Linked DNA regions of Mus musculus: regions 2, 3, 4 and 5 are each linked to region 1. Evidence: chromatin contacts called from public HiChIP or PLAC-seq and promoter capture Hi-C data. All regions are on one chromosome and are shown on one strand. The core of a region is the stretch at or near the end of the contact, and the rest is flanking DNA. Distances in the headings are between cores, read along the strand shown.

Region 1 (2,886 bases), core at 286-2,785:
AGAGAAAGGATCTGAGGAGAGAAAACAGAGTGGGGGAAGGACTCTGACAATCTGGAGAAAATAAGTCTGCTTGACCCACTAAAAGATTCCCAAGTCTACTTCCTCAACTCTGTCCTCTTCCTTGTTGGATGGGGCCAAGCAAAATGTTCTCCCACACAGCCAGATTGGATCTCTGAATCATGCCAGTGTCATGGGAGAATCCAGATCTATAGGGGAATGTTGTTGTCTAAGGCCACTGTGTGTCACTATTGATTTATATCATGTGGCTAGAGCTTGGGAAATTGGGAACAGGATATATGTATACCAGTGAAAGACAGGAAAGAGTTGAGGCTTCAGTTTTCAGAAGATACCAATTTCATCATGGTTGATTTCAGCAGGGAGAGGAGTTGTGAGTTAATACTGTTAGCAATCACCCATGTGTCTGTCTGCTTCTGTGTTAGTGGTTTTCATTGTTTGGATTTTCAGAAACATGGTAGTCTTCACTGGGGAAATTTGTGTCATGATTAAACACACACACACACACACACACACACACACACACACACACACACACACACACCCCTCCTTCTCAGTATTAATCACCTTCTCCCATAATTAGTAGTTAAAATGTCAAAGGAGAAGGAATTAATTAAGAGAACTATCCAGTGAAGCAAGTCATGTGCTGCCAGGCTCTGGGGCTGATTATAAAAAGAGTTTCTTTAAATATTTTGAACACTTTTGGGAGTCAGAATCCTTCCGTCTAATTGAAAGATCCTTCATTATACCCTTAATTCTGGCTGGTGGCCAGGGATGCAGTCCCGGGTAAGGTAGAGGGTGGAAAGCCTTTCTTTATCCTTAGGAGACTCTCTCCACCCTTGGAGAGGATGGCCACAGAAGTTTAAAAAAACAGCAGGTGTCCCAGACGCCATCTGAGGACAGAAAGAGCTTCAGTTTGTACAGAGTCTACTGTTAGGAGATACTATATAGCATTTCACAATAATCCGGTAAAACAGGTGGTACTAACACCTCCGTTCTACAGACGAGGAAATTGAGGCTTAGGATGGTTGGGAGTTCCCCGTGTTACATGTTGACAAACTGAGAAAGAAAACATTGACTCTAGGTGTAATTCTAAGCTTTGTTCTTTCAATGGAATTCTGAAAATTATTCTCAGTTCTTCTCTGGATCGCTTCCCACCCTAGTTTTGACAGCTAAGCCAAGAGACAAGACCCGCGCAAGGAGGGTGGAGCTAAGAGCACAGCGCCCCGCCCAGGCGTGGTTTCAGCCAATGGTGACATGACACTGGCGGCCTTTCGCCCAATCAGCCATCGCTCCTCGCCCCCACCCTTTCTCCTCTGCCCCGCCCCTTCGCTTTCCCTTTGCCTCCACCGAGCTTGACCGAGCGGAAAGTCCCTTCAGCCAGCACCCTGCCAGCAGCCATTGGAGGAAGGTCTGTTACAAGAAAACCCAATCAGAGCGCACGCAGGGTCGGATCTCTGAATACGATTGGCTAGCGCGGCATCTACCCTCTCCGCCTCCGCTCCTCCCTCCCCGCGGGCAGTTCGGAGGCGGGGCAGGTGGGGGCGGGCCCAGGTAGCAGGTTCGGCTGCGCGGGGGCCCGCGCGCCTGAGGTAAATACTGGGGTGGTGGGTGTGGGGCGCCCGGCCGGCCCGGGACGCTGGTTCTGAAGCCCGGGGCTGCGGCGCTGAGCGGCGGCCGAGGCGGGTGAGTGTGCGCGGCCGCGCGGCTGACGCTAGGTCCCCAGTGTTCCTGCTCTGCCTCAGGCGCCCTGAAGCGCGGAGGCGACCGTCGGGCCTCAGCGCCCGCCCGTTAGCTGCCCCGGGCCGACGAGCTTCTGACGTCAACCGCGGTTGTCACCTCCAGCCTGCCCGAGGGCTCCCGACTCGCGGGACTCCTGCACCACAGGGCTTGGGTAGGAGCAGTGCAGGACTCCGTCTTTCTCTCTGGCCCGCCGTCGTGGACAGATGGGGAAACTGAGGCCGGGACCCTGCCTGGCTCCCAACGGCTGCAGGAGGCAGGGAGAATCTCGGGTTATGGTACCTCACGTCTGTGCTGTTTTGTGGGGTGTTGGTGGCTCCGCTCCCGGAAGAGCAGTCTGGCCTCGCTAATGGCGTGTTCTGCTTTTTCTTTCAGTTTCTCTGGTCTGGAGGGAGGGGGGAGGAGAGAGGATGGTTTTGCACAGTTGTGTAGTTGGAAGGTGCATCCTGTTGAGACAGGTACCTTGTTTTTCCTTTTATTATTATGGTCAGCCTTGGAGGAGACCGCCAAGTCGCGAATGATCATGGTCTGGAACTGAGTTCATCTGGGTCAGCTGCCAGGTTATTCATGTCCTTGGCATCTTTTTCTATTCCACCCCTTGGCATTTGCATGTTTTAGGGGTTTGTCATCCTCTAGCCACCAAGCCTTGCAATCTCCCAACCCCCACTATCCCCGCCACCTTCCTCTTTTTGATTTTCCCTGGAAAGTTGTCTCCTTAGAGGAGCATTCATTCATACCTTGCTGTGGTGTGTGTGTGTGTGTGTGTGTGTGTGTCTGTGTGTGTCTGTGTTGGGGCTAATCAGGGATTCCTAATAAGATTGCTCATTTTTGTAATCATTGGCTCCAGAGAAGAATGCAGGCATCAAGAGGGCGTGCATTCAAACATCAGTCTCTTGCACACCCCCTCATACCTCAAGTAGGTTGAATGGCCCCAAGAATTTAGCCTGCTGCTCCCCGCTGGGTAGTGGGTGGATTTGCACTAGAACAGTATTGAAGGAAAGTGATTTGCTGGAAATTCTTAGTGAAGTTCATGTAATTTGAATGTTGACAGTACCCAGAACATTCTCTAATGTTCTGCTGCAAAATTTTAAGGTATTCTTTAAAAAAAAAAAAAAAAGCCTTGTTTGGACT
Region 2 (2,886 bases), core at 142-2,641, 1.7 Mb after region 1:
TAAACAAACTAGGATTTGAAAGAAAAGTCGGAGAGGAGGGAGGAGCAGGGGGAAGGGGAAACACACACACACACACACACACACACACAACACACACACACACAATCAAAAGGCGCAGGACTCTTTCTCTGAATATCGCCCTCAGGGTTATGTCGCAAAGCTCTGTGGTGGGAGCAGTAGGCAAGGTAGACAACCGGATCCGGGAAGCCCACTGACTGCGTCCAAGGTCCACCTATGACCACCTGAATCGCTTACTCCTGTAAGTTTGTGCGGCAAGAGGTGAGGAAGATGGGGTGACCCTGAGGCATGATGTGGAGCTGCAACTCTGATCTCCATGAAAGAAAAAAAACTTAACCCGCCCTCCTCCGCAAAATAAAATAAAATACGAAAGCCCACTGCCTTAACTCGGAAGAGGCGAGCATCTTGGTCTAGTAGACCAAAGCGCCCTAGAGCAGGGGAAGTAAGAGGCACCTGCTGGGATCCTGCAACTTCAGGCTTCCCAGATCCAGACCCCAGACCCAGCCACACTCTATAAAGTTTGTTCATCTTCTCCAAGCTCCCGGGGACCAGCTCCTGACTGGGTGGGTGAGGTGAGATGGGCTGCGAAGGTATGGAATCTCTGGCCCACGAGATCGGGGACCCCCTACGTAGCGTGTCCCCCCACCCCCATGCACACATAGTAGGGGTGTTGCAATCGAGTTTACTAATAACATCAACAAAGAATCACACGCCAGTCTCGGCTCAGTCCCGGGACTGCGCTTCACACAGCTTTTAGGGGGAGCGGGGGAGGGGACCAGGAGGGCAGAGGGAGCGCCAGCAGAGGGACAAAAAGGTGGGTAGAAAGGGCACGTAAAGAGAAGACGAAAAGAGTTGGTCGGAGACTAAGGCGCACCGAGAAGCCAGCGGGTGGGAAGGAAAGATCAGAAAGAAAGTGCAGCAGGCTAGGCGGGACGAGGGACGCGCCCGGGATGGAGAGGTGGCCCCCGCCCCCGGCCCGGTCACCTTGCTGTAGCCGTAGTACCCCAGGCACTGCGCGAAGTCCAGGCCGGCTGGGTCCCCGGCCGCCGCGGGGTAGAACCTCACATCCATGCCGGGGCCGGGGGCTGGGGGCCGGGGCTGGAACTCGCCGGGGCCGCTACCCGCCTCCTCGCGGCCGTACGATCCACCGTCGAGGACGCCCGGCCGGGGGCGCCCGGGGACAGCGCACGGGCCGTGGGACTGTAGGGGCGTCGCGCGGGGGCCGCCGACGAGCCCGGGAGCTGCGGCTGCAGCACACAAAGGCGCGGCCACGCGAGCCGCGGGAGAGCGGGAGGCGGCCCGAGGGACGCGCCCCACCGGGACACCGAAGCTGGCTGCGCGCGGGCCGGGCGCCCGGGGCGCGGGGCGCAGCGCGTGGGCCCGGGACGGCCGGCGAGCTCAGGTGCGCGGCGAAGCTGGGACGGCGGCGGCGGCAGCGGCGGCGGCTGGCCCCGCTCCTCCTCCCCGGGCGGACTGAGCCGAGGAGCCGCGGAGACAAGGGGCCCGGCCCCTCCCCTGCCGCTCCCCCTCCTGCCGCCGCCGGTCCCCTCCCCGCGCCGCTGCCGCTCCGCCCCTCCCACCGCGGGCAGCTGGCGCGCCGCCCGCCCCGCCGGTGCGCTCCGCCGCCGACCGCCTCCGGGCTCGCGCCCCGCCCCGCGCCCCGTGCAGCCCCGGCCACCGCGCGCTCCTCTCCCGGCCTCTCACCGTCCCACCCCTTCCCTCCCCGGTCCTCTTTGTCCCCGCGGCCTCACCGCTCTCCCCGCTCCCGGGCCTCCCTCGGCCTCCCCGCTGCTGCCAGCACCGTCCCTCCTCGAGTCCCACTCTTCTCCCGTGCGACCCTCGCTTCCCTTGGCCCCAGCATCCCAAAACCGTCCACTTCTCACCCAGCCCTCTCTTCTGCCCCTACCACCTCGTCCCAGTTCTTGCTGGTGGGGGACCTGTTTCCCAATCCCTCTACCCTACTTACTCTTCTACTTGGATATCCCCGGTATAGACTCAGCCCAGAAACTAACCTGTGCAGGTGGCTCCTGAGCCAGGAGCCGGAACCCCATGTACACCTGTGGTCTTTACCAGAGGGGTGTTAGGGCCTGACCTTTCACAAGTAAGCAGACTTGAAGCTTCCCAGGTTAAGCCTCAAGTCCGGTCTCTTTGTATTTTCTTTACTCTTGTTTGTTTTCGAAAGGCATTTGAGTAACTGGATCTAGGCGGATCACTCGCTGCTCTCCTAGAGAAAATGTCCCTCTTTTCCTAAAAGGTTCTGGGTGATTAACTTCCCCACGCTGCACCCACCCACCCTCTTATTTCTTTCTCTTTCTTTTAATCTACATTTCTCTCCCCCCACCCTCCGCCCCCATACCCCCACCATCACCACCACCCTTGGCTTTATTGCTCTGAGTTAATTTGAAAGTTTGGCCTTCAGCCTTGGCGCTAGAAAATGTTGGCTGAGCTGTGAGATCTCCCTTTCTCGGTTCAGTTATCTGCGAACTACTTTGAACTAGAAGGGAAAGATGTTAAACTATTTCAACTGACAGTCTCTAAAGGTGTGGGGCCTGGATCACTTCGCTGGTCTGGGACCTGAACTTTTCCAGACATGCACGGATTTCTAAGTGTTCTCCAGCTTGCAACACCTATGTGTACCTTCCTTCACTCAATACTATACTTCAGGAACCAAGCAAGAAAAATAAACTTCAATTAGGTGGAAATGTGTGTGTGTGTGTGTGTGTGTGTGTGTGTGTGTGTGTGTGTGTGTGTGTGTGTGTGTGTGTTCTTAGCAGAAACTTGTCAGGGGACTGCCTAAGAGAGCCCTGTGTATTCAGAGAAGGAACAACTCCCCACATTGTCACTGGGTTGACTCTTAATTCCCCCCTC
Region 3 (2,886 bases), core at 171-2,670, 1.1 Mb after region 1:
AAGAAGGAAACCCAGAGTCCAGGGCTTATTCCCTGGGGTGAACAGTAGCCATTTTTGCCATGAGTGCTGTTGGGACATCAAGTCATGGAAGCCACATTACCCTGGTCAAAATGCAGAAAAGAAAACCAGCCCACCTCTGATCCCTGCCCAACTGATGATTCCTACACTCAATTATAAGTAAAGTAATAATTGTCTTAAGTCATTACATGGTGGAGCAATTTGTTAAGAAACAAGATAACTGACATACACTTCAGAGTCCAGAAAAGATGAACAGTAAGTACCTCAATGTGTTACTGTTTCTTCTAGGAGGAAACTTGAATCTGTAGTGATTTCAAGGTCTCCTTATCTCTGCATTTCAAACTGTTTTCAAGGAAAGTTTACTACATTTAAATGTAGAGTGTTTCGAAGAACTCTGAGGGGGGAGTCAGATGTTTGAATGTTTGATCTCCACTTAATAACATGTATCCCTCGAGAAACATGAGGAGTGGTGATGAGCTCAAAATGTATTCACTGGTTTTCTCATGCCGGAGCCATGCCCTTGGTTCTGATATACCAAAACAAACCTCATCTAAGAACACATTCACAATCTAGTTGGTGAGGAAATATAGGATATATTTGAATAAATCTCCTTCAAAATCAGAATTATTTCTTCTCTGTGAACCCTGCATGTGTGTCCTGTGTCAAGTCTTTGTGTGAGAAAACCTGTGGCTGCCTATGTGCACTCTCTCCCATTATTACTTTGGTGGGTTTGGGAAATTCTCAGAGAAAAGGCTATCAGCACAAAGCACTTATGATATATTCATTGAAATAGCCCTAAGAATTTATTTTCCCTGAGACTTCTATTGATCATGACAGCTCTTATGTGATCTGTTTGTTAGGTCTGGGGTTTCTTGGTGCTATTGATCAAGTAGATTCCTTTGTGAAGAGCTACATTGATTAGTTTCCTGACAAGCTCTTAAGGCCACTTGCAAAGCTGTCACGGGTGATATTTGCCATCACAAGAGCGGGGCTAGCTCATAATGTCTCTCTGAAAGGAGGCTGAATAGAAGACAGATGAGTGTGGACTACTTGCTCTGTGCTAGGTAAACACCCAGTGATCCATCTCATTGCTGCTTTTCCCTGGGAGAGAAGATTAATATCCTTGCAGTGAACACTCTTCCCTGCCCTTAGCATCTGCACTAGAAAATCCCACTCAGACATACAAGGCTCATTTGAAGCTGCCTTGTTTGAGTATGTCGTTGTGGAACCACTGTTCTCTACAACTGCCCCAAATCCCAGTAAACAGGTCTCAAAATCTGGATGGTATATAATAAATATGCAGCATCATGAAGAATTCAATGTGAACAAAAGAGGAGTCTGAACAATAGGCTCCAGTGCTCTCTGACAAAAGAATACCACCACACAAGGACAATGGACACATGGGAGTTCCCATTTCTTTACAATGAAAAGTACTTAATAGCTCATGCATCTGAAAGGGAACAAGAAGGCCTGTTCAAATGCTCCTTCTTCTAGGAGCCAACCAAGGGTCTCTTGCAAGGGCATGCAGAGGGAGGTGTGACAGACAGGGCTGGCACCAGAGGCTAACAGTGACTAAAGCAGCCTGTGGCTTAGAATCCATGCAGTAAAATTCAGAGGAGTTTTATAGCTGAATGAGATGGTAGTGAGATTGCTTGTTGGTATGTTTGCAGAATCTTACATAGAAGAAGTCTTTAGGCTATATGGGACAAAAACTGGCCAGGCTTGTCCCTTCAGTCCATTTGATGTGCTTTTTGATTCAAAGAATTCACATCAATCAAGTAACTAGTGGCTCATCTAAAAATATGGAGCGAGACATTCACTAGCAATATGAGCTTGGACAAGGCAGATCTTCCTGCTGGACCTCAGCTCTGAGCATTACAGGAGAGAATGTGTGTAGAGCCAGATGACACCCCAATGTTGACTTTGAGTCGCTTCTATTTGTATTCTTTAAAGTAGAAAGTGCTCGTGTCATTTAGGCAATGCCTCTGCCCATCAGAGAGGGAGAGACTGTGTGTGTTGGGGTGTAGAAACAAGATGGGAGAAACATCAAACTAAACAGACAAGTTTAAATGAAAGGTACTCTGAAAACCGATTATATAGTCGACTGCAGCCACACTAACTGGATTCCTGAGTGGGAGGCTGGAGCTGTAAAGGAGAGAACGGCGAGAGAAGTAAAGAGACCAAGACAAATTTTCTGATCATGGCCCAGAGTTTACTAAAAATCTGTGCTTATATAGGCAGAAAGCCCATCTCCCACAGATCCACTCTTGATGCCTGTTGCCAGCCTGTAAGCGGCTGTCTGACAGCACTGGTTTGGCAAGAAGGTGTCAATCACTAGGTTGCTTGCTGTCTGCAGAATCTCTCTGAATCTCTCAGCAGGTAACAGTGTCTCAGAAAAGAACAGCTACGTGACCAAACAATAGAACCATCTAGGTGGGAAGGCTCCACCCCAGGTGGTCTCATTCTCAGTGGCATCCAGGTCTGAGCCAGCCTACTCAGGGCTGGGGGAGGCTACAGTATTACTTGTTTGTTCCTTCCCCAGTGAACATTGAGGACAACAAAAACAACCCCAAAGAGGTCAAGTCCCTCATTTGTTTTCCTAGGGACTCAACACTCGCAATGACAGGAGCCCATGTGAGCATTTACTTTGTGACTAACAGACCAGAAGTCTGACATTCTTTATTAGGTGTGGGGGAGGAATGGGGCTGTAGACCTTGCACGAAGCAGAAAGACATTGTCCCCCACCTCCACCCAGGGATCTTTACATGGGAAGATCATGGATCATTTTCCTTTCAAGAGAAGGATAATTGCACTGAAAGGAGAGAGCATTTTAAAATTTGCAAACCATAGGACATGTGTGTTTTTGCC
Region 4 (2,886 bases), core at 289-2,788, 1.1 Mb after region 1:
ATGAGCCAAAGATCAGGAACCCACAGTTACCAAGTAGCAAAGGCAACCAGATCCCGGCATCTATAATTTACAAACCAATACTCTATTAATTATGGTGAGGGTGTAGGGTGGCATTTGCTTCGTTTTATCTGTGTTCTTGGTGGGTTCAGGGTGCCACGGCTCATGAGTGGAGGTGAGAGGACAATGTTTGTGAGTCAGTTCTCTTCTCCCACTAGCATAGGTCCTGGCACTCAACCTCAGGTTGAAAAGCTTGGCAGCAAGACCCTCTACCCACTGAGCCATCTTGTCAGCCCCTGTCCCAGTACAGTGTTAAGAACTAAAAATTATGAATATGATTATTGTTACTGTTGCTATAGCAAGCACTCTGGGATACACTTTTATAATAATTTGCAATGCCATCAGCAAGGAGCCAATAACTGAGATCCCATCACGGACTTTATGGAGTCATTATTGTTTACAGGTTAACTAGACCAGACCTAAATGGCTCGCTCCAGTCTGAACGGTCATTGTCTGGATTCTTATACTCTCCACACTTTGCTGTGTACAGTGGAGAAAGCTCATGCATGCTACTTCAAAGTCATGGCCAGAAAGTGATGAAAACAGTTGGTAGGGGTTACACCCAGGGCCATATGTAGATATAGGTGCAGAACAGACTTCAGCGAATAATTGATAACCTTTGCCACAACTGCACCAAACCAAGAGTGGTGCCAAGTTCCAACAGGTAAAACAGTCTCTTATGGGGCTGCACTGAGTGAAGCTGGGGGTAGGGGACTGCTGAACCCCAAGATAAATGTGACATCATTAATTAAAATATTTTTTCTATTTCTTGGAGGAAAAAAAATGCTTTCATAGTGCACTGATACAAATCTGAATGCCTGTCTTGGTTTTGACCAACAAGCGTAGGCAGAAACAGTGGGTGACATTGCCAAGCAAGAGCTTTGAAAGCTATGGTCCACCAGTATTTCCTTTTCTTGCCAAAGGACCCAGCATGTTCCAGACAAGAGCCTCTTGTTCGGCAGATTCCAAAATGAAGAAGCTGTAGAGCAAAAACAAAGCCGTTCCAGGACAGCTATGTCATATGAGCAGGAAAAAAAAAACATTTTTGCTGTTCAGTAAGCCGGAAAGAACTTGGCTCACTTGTTAGAGCACAGCTCAGCCTGAACTGACCAGTCTGTCTGTCTGTCTGTCTGTCTCAAGTGCCCTCTCACCTCACTAGGTGAGGGCTTCCACCCCTCCTTAAAACTCACAGAGTGTGACAAACCCTGAATTTGGAAACCGAATCAGTGATGAGATACTTTCAAGTCCTGGTGCTCTGCACTTCTTGTTGACCTTTGACTCGACAAGCCTTACATCCTGCTGAGTACAAATTTGTGTTAGTGGTGGGTGTGTACGCGCTTTCTTTCAGTTCCAGGGACTTAGCCAGCTTCACCACCAAGCCTCCTGAAAATTCTTCTCATAATCTTCTGTGAGTGGAATATTCTAATCAAGTGCTCTTCCGCAAGCCGCTCCTCCTCCCTCGCCCCTAATGATTTCCTTTCCCCTCCCGATCATCTGGACGCCATATTTGAAGGCAGCGCGCATGCTCCTTTCTCTTGGCAAGCTTCAGACTTGAATCTCAATGAACACACCTACGCTTAGGATGCTAAGCCCTTCCGTGTTGCTTGCCTTGGGCTTAGTGGCTTTGCTTCCCCCACCCCCCAGCTGCCAGACGTTGCCTGGCTCACAGTAAGTGTTCAAAACATGCTCATTAAGGAAATGAACAAATGTAATGTTTGCCAATTAATCACAGAAGGAACACAAGCAGGCTCTCCTGTCAGGTGTATCTTAAAATGTAAGCCTCCTGTGGATTGACGACTAGAGTCTGGGAAAGATGACTTTTTTTTTCTTCTTCCTAAAAAAGATTATCTTTCTTGCTATCCTGAGCCTTCAGAAACTTCATTTTTGATCAGTAGTATAACGATACACAATGTGATAAAGTTGCTATGTTGTGTTTCCTCGTGGTTAACCTTGACCTTCCAATCATCCTTGGTAGATGTGTTTAAGGTTTTTTTTTTTTTTTTCTTCCTAGGAAGAGAAAGTATGCTGAGCCATTGACAATGGCTGTTAAGTTGCTGTTAAGTCTGAGGGTTTGTTCCCTCCCTACAGGCAAATGCAATCACACACATGCATTTGCTGCTTTTTAAAAATCTGTTTAGATCCTCAGTGCCTACAATCTCTGCTTTATTATTAATAAAACACCGCTAGGAACTTTCTTCTAGAAGCGCATATGCCATTATGCTAAGGAGCTTTAGATCAGCACTAGCCAGAGGAGGTCAACGCTCCCGTTCTCCCGTTTCCAAGGAAGGAGACAACTCATGACTTACAGATGATGCTTCGGGCTGGCTCCATGCCATTTTCCATGCCCTCCATGGCGAGTACCACAGCAAACGGTCTGTGAGAAGCAGGTCAGCTTCCCCTGTGAACCTGGAGCAGAACGGTTCTCTTCTCACTAAGGAATCTCTTCTCTCTACCTGGGGACTGGAAAGACAGTACCGCTGTCAGAAAAGCAGTTTCTCTGGAAGAGACATGCTGCCTCCTAGAAGTTAGCAGTACATAGAGCTGACACCTTTCTTCTCACTCACAACAGCTGGCTTCTGACAAATGGCCTCGGGCTGGAGGTGGGATGGGGAGGGATGGGACCAGCTTACAGAGAAACAGTTGTCTCTCACGTTTTCTGGATCAGGGTCACACTGTGTGGAGCTTGGGTCTCAAGCGTCCCTCCTTTGAAGGTGAGAGGTTGGACATGTGCTCTCTGAGCTGTGACCATGGGCCTTTCAAAGCTTGCTCTAGAAACTGCTTCAGTTCCACCCTGAAGCCCCCACTCCAGGATTCAGGCCTTTAGAAATC
Region 5 (2,886 bases), core at 247-2,746, 1.1 Mb after region 1:
CTCTGGCTATGGCTATGGCTATGGCTATGGCTATGGCTATGGCTATGGCTATGGCTATGGCTATGGCTATGGCTATGGCTATGGCTATGGCTATGGCTATGGCTATGGCTATGGCTATGGCACAAGGATCTTCTATTTGACTTTCTGCAACTTTAGGAAGTTCTACGTGTCTGAGTTTCCTAGTCCCTAAGACATGCCATCACAAAGACAGTCTAAGGTTGCTTCTTCATTTTCAAATTCTAGTCTGCCTGAACACAAAATTTCAAGGGTAGAAAGGATGTTTAAATATATTTCCCTTCACCTCTCTATCGAATGGAATACTTTCTAGACTGTTGTTATCAAATGTCTACAAATTGTTATTTGCATGGGTGTGGGGGTGGTTGGCCAATGAAAGTGAATGATTAGAAAAAAATTAAACAGCTGTATCAGGAAATCTTGTCCTTTGGACATAATTTTCTGAGTGCCGTGATTAATATAAGAAGTTTTGTTTGTGTGATTTTCAAAATTTTGTGGCACCCAGAGTTGTTTTCCTTGGCCTTATGACCTCTATTTGACCAATGAAGAGCCAACTTTAGAATAATAGAATAGCTTTTTTTCATTCATTCATTTATTCATTCATTCATTCAGCAAACTATTGTGCACCTGCTGGGTACCTAAGTGGAAGGCTCCAGACATTCAAAGAGATCTTAAACATTGTCTATCCTGATTAAGACAATGTAGCAAAGTCTTTTTTAACACATAATGAGTCTTAGAATCAACCTGGGCTCACACCAGACCTACTGAAGCTATTCGCAAATTCTCTTACCTGGCGAAATTTATTTTACCTTTTTGTGCCTTGATTACTTTTTTTATTTAATAAAATGGGCATACTACTATCTACTGACTGGAGAGTAAGTGAGGATTATATGAGTTAATAACGTCAAGTACTTAGCACATGATCTGGGACACAAGAACTAGGCAGTAAACAACAGCTGTTATTACAAGCTTCAAGAACATTTTGAGTTGATGGCTGGGCCAAGCATGGCAAATGGCTGTTTTGTTTGATTATTTTTTGTTTCTTTCTGCAGAGGGCAGCTCTCCCACGTGCTGATGAGTTTTGTGGCAGCCAGGGGACAGAGAACAGACGCTTGCCTGGTTCTCTGTGGAGTGTGAAGCTGGGCAATTGTGCAGCCCTGCCAGCCTCCAGCTCCAGGCTTGGCAATGAACCTATGGAATATTCCAGCCTCACATTAAAAGGCTCCTTTCCTTCCTGAGTAAAAGAAAAAAAATACTATATCCTTTGGCAGCTCATATCATCTCAGTAACTCCCAAGGTGGTTTGGACATCAAACCAAGAGGTGGGTGTCTTTTGGTCCCTCCTGGAGCCAAGTTCTAGCTAAGATTTACTCAACTCAATAAGGCTCTCCCAGACCCTGCCCACAAAAAGGAGCTCAGCACAGCTGAACAAGGCCTTCAATCAGATCAGAGTTCAGGTTGGGACAAGCTGGGAAAATCATCACCAGGGAATCCCAGACTCAAGGCATCCTGTCACTAGAGTGAGGAGGACACTCAGCAGAGGGACTGCACTGGTTCCCGTGCTCCAGTGGGATCACTGTCCGTGTGCTCGCTGGCACAGAAGGTTTTGTCATTTGGACTGTAATAAAATCCACTTCCTGAACGCTGCTCACCTCTCGGTTGTGGCTGGACCACTTGGTCTCCGCAGATGCTCTTACCCTGTGCAGAGTCCAGCACACACCTGCAGCAGGAGCTGCTGGAGGCCACAGGAAATGCTCATGTGTATTAATGAAAACTGTTCTTGGCCACCTTGGAGGGCAAGGGAGTGCTCCTGCTAAGGTCGGGGTTTAACCTGGGCTGCATGCTGGAATTCTCCAAGAGCTTTTACACCCACGATGCCAGCCTTTGAGCAGAACAATTAAACTGGCGCTGTGGGGGAGGGACCCAGGCATCAGTGCAGGTTTGTAGGTTAGTCAAATGAGTCCAGTGTGTGGTCAAGTTTAAGACTTAGTTTCTAAGGAAGATGTAACCGCAAGTTGAGACTTGAAGGGCTGTCCTTCTTAACTTCCTCTCTTCTCTTTGCCCCTTCCTTCTTCCTGTCTTCCCATTCTTCTCTTTTGCTATTTACTGATGCACTAATTATACTCTCCGCTAAGCTGAGGGTCTACAGTTAGATGGTTCTTAATTACAAATTCTGTCTTTACTGCTACTAATTATGAGACCCGAGGCAAGTTACTTAGCCTCTTTTAAGTTCATCTTTCTTATTTTGTATATTGGGGGGGGTGGTGGAATACAAGCATTTACTGAGAATCTTTACAAGGATTAAGTATCACAGATGAATTGTTCAATATGTTGCTTTTGATTAGTACATGATCATTAAATGTAGCACTATTTTTCTTCTAATTGTTATGGTAATTATTTGCCAGGATCTACATTAGATTTAGGAACTAGAAGCCATTCATTGTATAGGTAAAGTATGATTTCTCATAACCAATGGTTTGGTTTGGTTTTGTTTTGCTTTGTTTTGTTTTGTTTTGTTTTATTCCCTAAATTGTGAGGCAAAGCAGGACGGACAGCGATCTCACTTGCAACTGATAGCTTTTGGGTCTTGAGCATTCCCAGTGCCTGGCTCAGTTGAGGAACGCCATGAACACACGGGGGACTTGATACAGAAGTGCAGCAGGGGATAGGATTCCAGGACAGTCTCCAACCTGAGACTGTGTGATGTAATGACACTGGCATATTGCAGTTGGGGACTCCGAGGTGCAACTTAAGTAAGTATTTCATTCTGGGTTGCACAGGTAGATACATCACGTAGGCACTTAAGCACGCTGGTTAAGTGGGGTGTGCTTGGGAGTGATTCAACCCAGAGGGGAAAAAAATGAAGCTGTTC

What was found. Promoter capture Hi-C pulls out the DNA fragments that hold promoters and counts their contacts. HiChIP or PLAC-seq counts read pairs in DNA pulled down with a chosen protein or histone mark.
Region 2: a contact with region 1 is called in a promoter capture Hi-C map of embryonic stem cells, with 5 times the contacts expected there. The contact joins the promoter of Tox3 here to the promoter of Cyld in region 1. A contact is called at or near these places in 1 of 39 promoter capture datasets (embryonic stem cells) and 2 of 115 datasets of contacts at active chromatin or transcription factors (astrocytes and embryonic limb bud).
Region 3: an H3K27ac HiChIP or PLAC-seq map of embryonic stem cells shows a contact between it and region 1, with 6 times the contacts expected there. The contact joins the enhancer-like site here to the promoter of Cyld in region 1. A contact is called at or near these places in 4 of 39 promoter capture datasets (cranial neural crest, embryonic stem cells, liver and 1 more), 1 of 484 Hi-C or Micro-C datasets (embryonic stem cells), 2 of 115 datasets of contacts at active chromatin or transcription factors (both in embryonic stem cells) and 1 of 9 other capture datasets (pancreatic islet).
Region 4: a contact with region 1 is called in a promoter capture Hi-C map of hippocampal neurons, with 7 times the contacts expected there. The contact joins the enhancer-like site here to the promoter of Cyld in region 1. A contact is called at or near these places in 9 of 39 promoter capture datasets (the 3T3-L1 cell line, cranial neural crest, embryonic stem cells and 5 more), 2 of 484 Hi-C or Micro-C datasets (both in cortical neurons), 5 of 115 datasets of contacts at active chromatin or transcription factors (astrocytes, embryonic forebrain, embryonic hindbrain and 2 more) and 1 of 9 other capture datasets (pancreatic islet).
Region 5: an H3K4me3 HiChIP or PLAC-seq map of embryonic limb bud shows a contact between it and region 1, with 5 times the contacts expected there. The contact joins the enhancer-like site here to the promoter of Cyld in region 1. A contact is called at or near these places in 5 of 39 promoter capture datasets (cranial neural crest, embryonic stem cells, liver and 1 more) and 3 of 115 datasets of contacts at active chromatin or transcription factors (astrocytes, embryonic limb bud and embryonic stem cells).

What each region holds. Positions count from the first base shown.
Region 1 is chr8:88,695,493-88,698,378 of GRCm38.p6, forward strand. It overlaps Cyld (CYLD lysine 63 deubiquitinase), which reads left to right and starts at 1,536. Exons shown (of 17, transcript NM_173369.3): 1 at 1,536-1,607.
Region 2 is chr8:90,346,861-90,349,746 of GRCm38.p6, forward strand. It overlaps Tox3 (TOX high mobility group box family member 3), which reads right to left and starts at 1,392. Exons shown (of 7, transcript NM_172913.3): 1 at 1,003-1,392. The coding sequence starts at 1,089.
Region 3 is chr8:89,822,346-89,825,231 of GRCm38.p6, forward strand. No RefSeq gene overlaps it. Among named protein-coding and RNA genes, the nearest start is that of Gm24212, 160 kb to the left of the region's middle. Within about 2 kb of position 1,421, at least 14 of the 459 cell types and tissues checked have an H3K27ac peak or open chromatin away from gene starts, as enhancers often do. A contact at or near this core is called in embryonic stem cells, where this site is marked.
Region 4 is chr8:89,786,108-89,788,993 of GRCm38.p6, forward strand. No RefSeq gene overlaps it. Among named protein-coding and RNA genes, the nearest start is that of Gm24212, 120 kb to the left of the region's middle. Within about 2 kb of position 1,539, at least 19 of the 459 cell types and tissues checked have an H3K27ac peak or open chromatin away from gene starts, as enhancers often do. A contact at or near this core is called in hippocampal neurons and pancreatic islet, where this site is marked.
Region 5 is chr8:89,755,070-89,757,955 of GRCm38.p6, forward strand. No RefSeq gene overlaps it. Among named protein-coding and RNA genes, the nearest start is that of Gm24212, 89 kb to the left of the region's middle. Within about 2 kb of position 1,497, at least 3 of the 459 cell types and tissues checked have an H3K27ac peak or open chromatin away from gene starts, as enhancers often do. A contact at or near this core is called in embryonic limb bud, where this site is marked.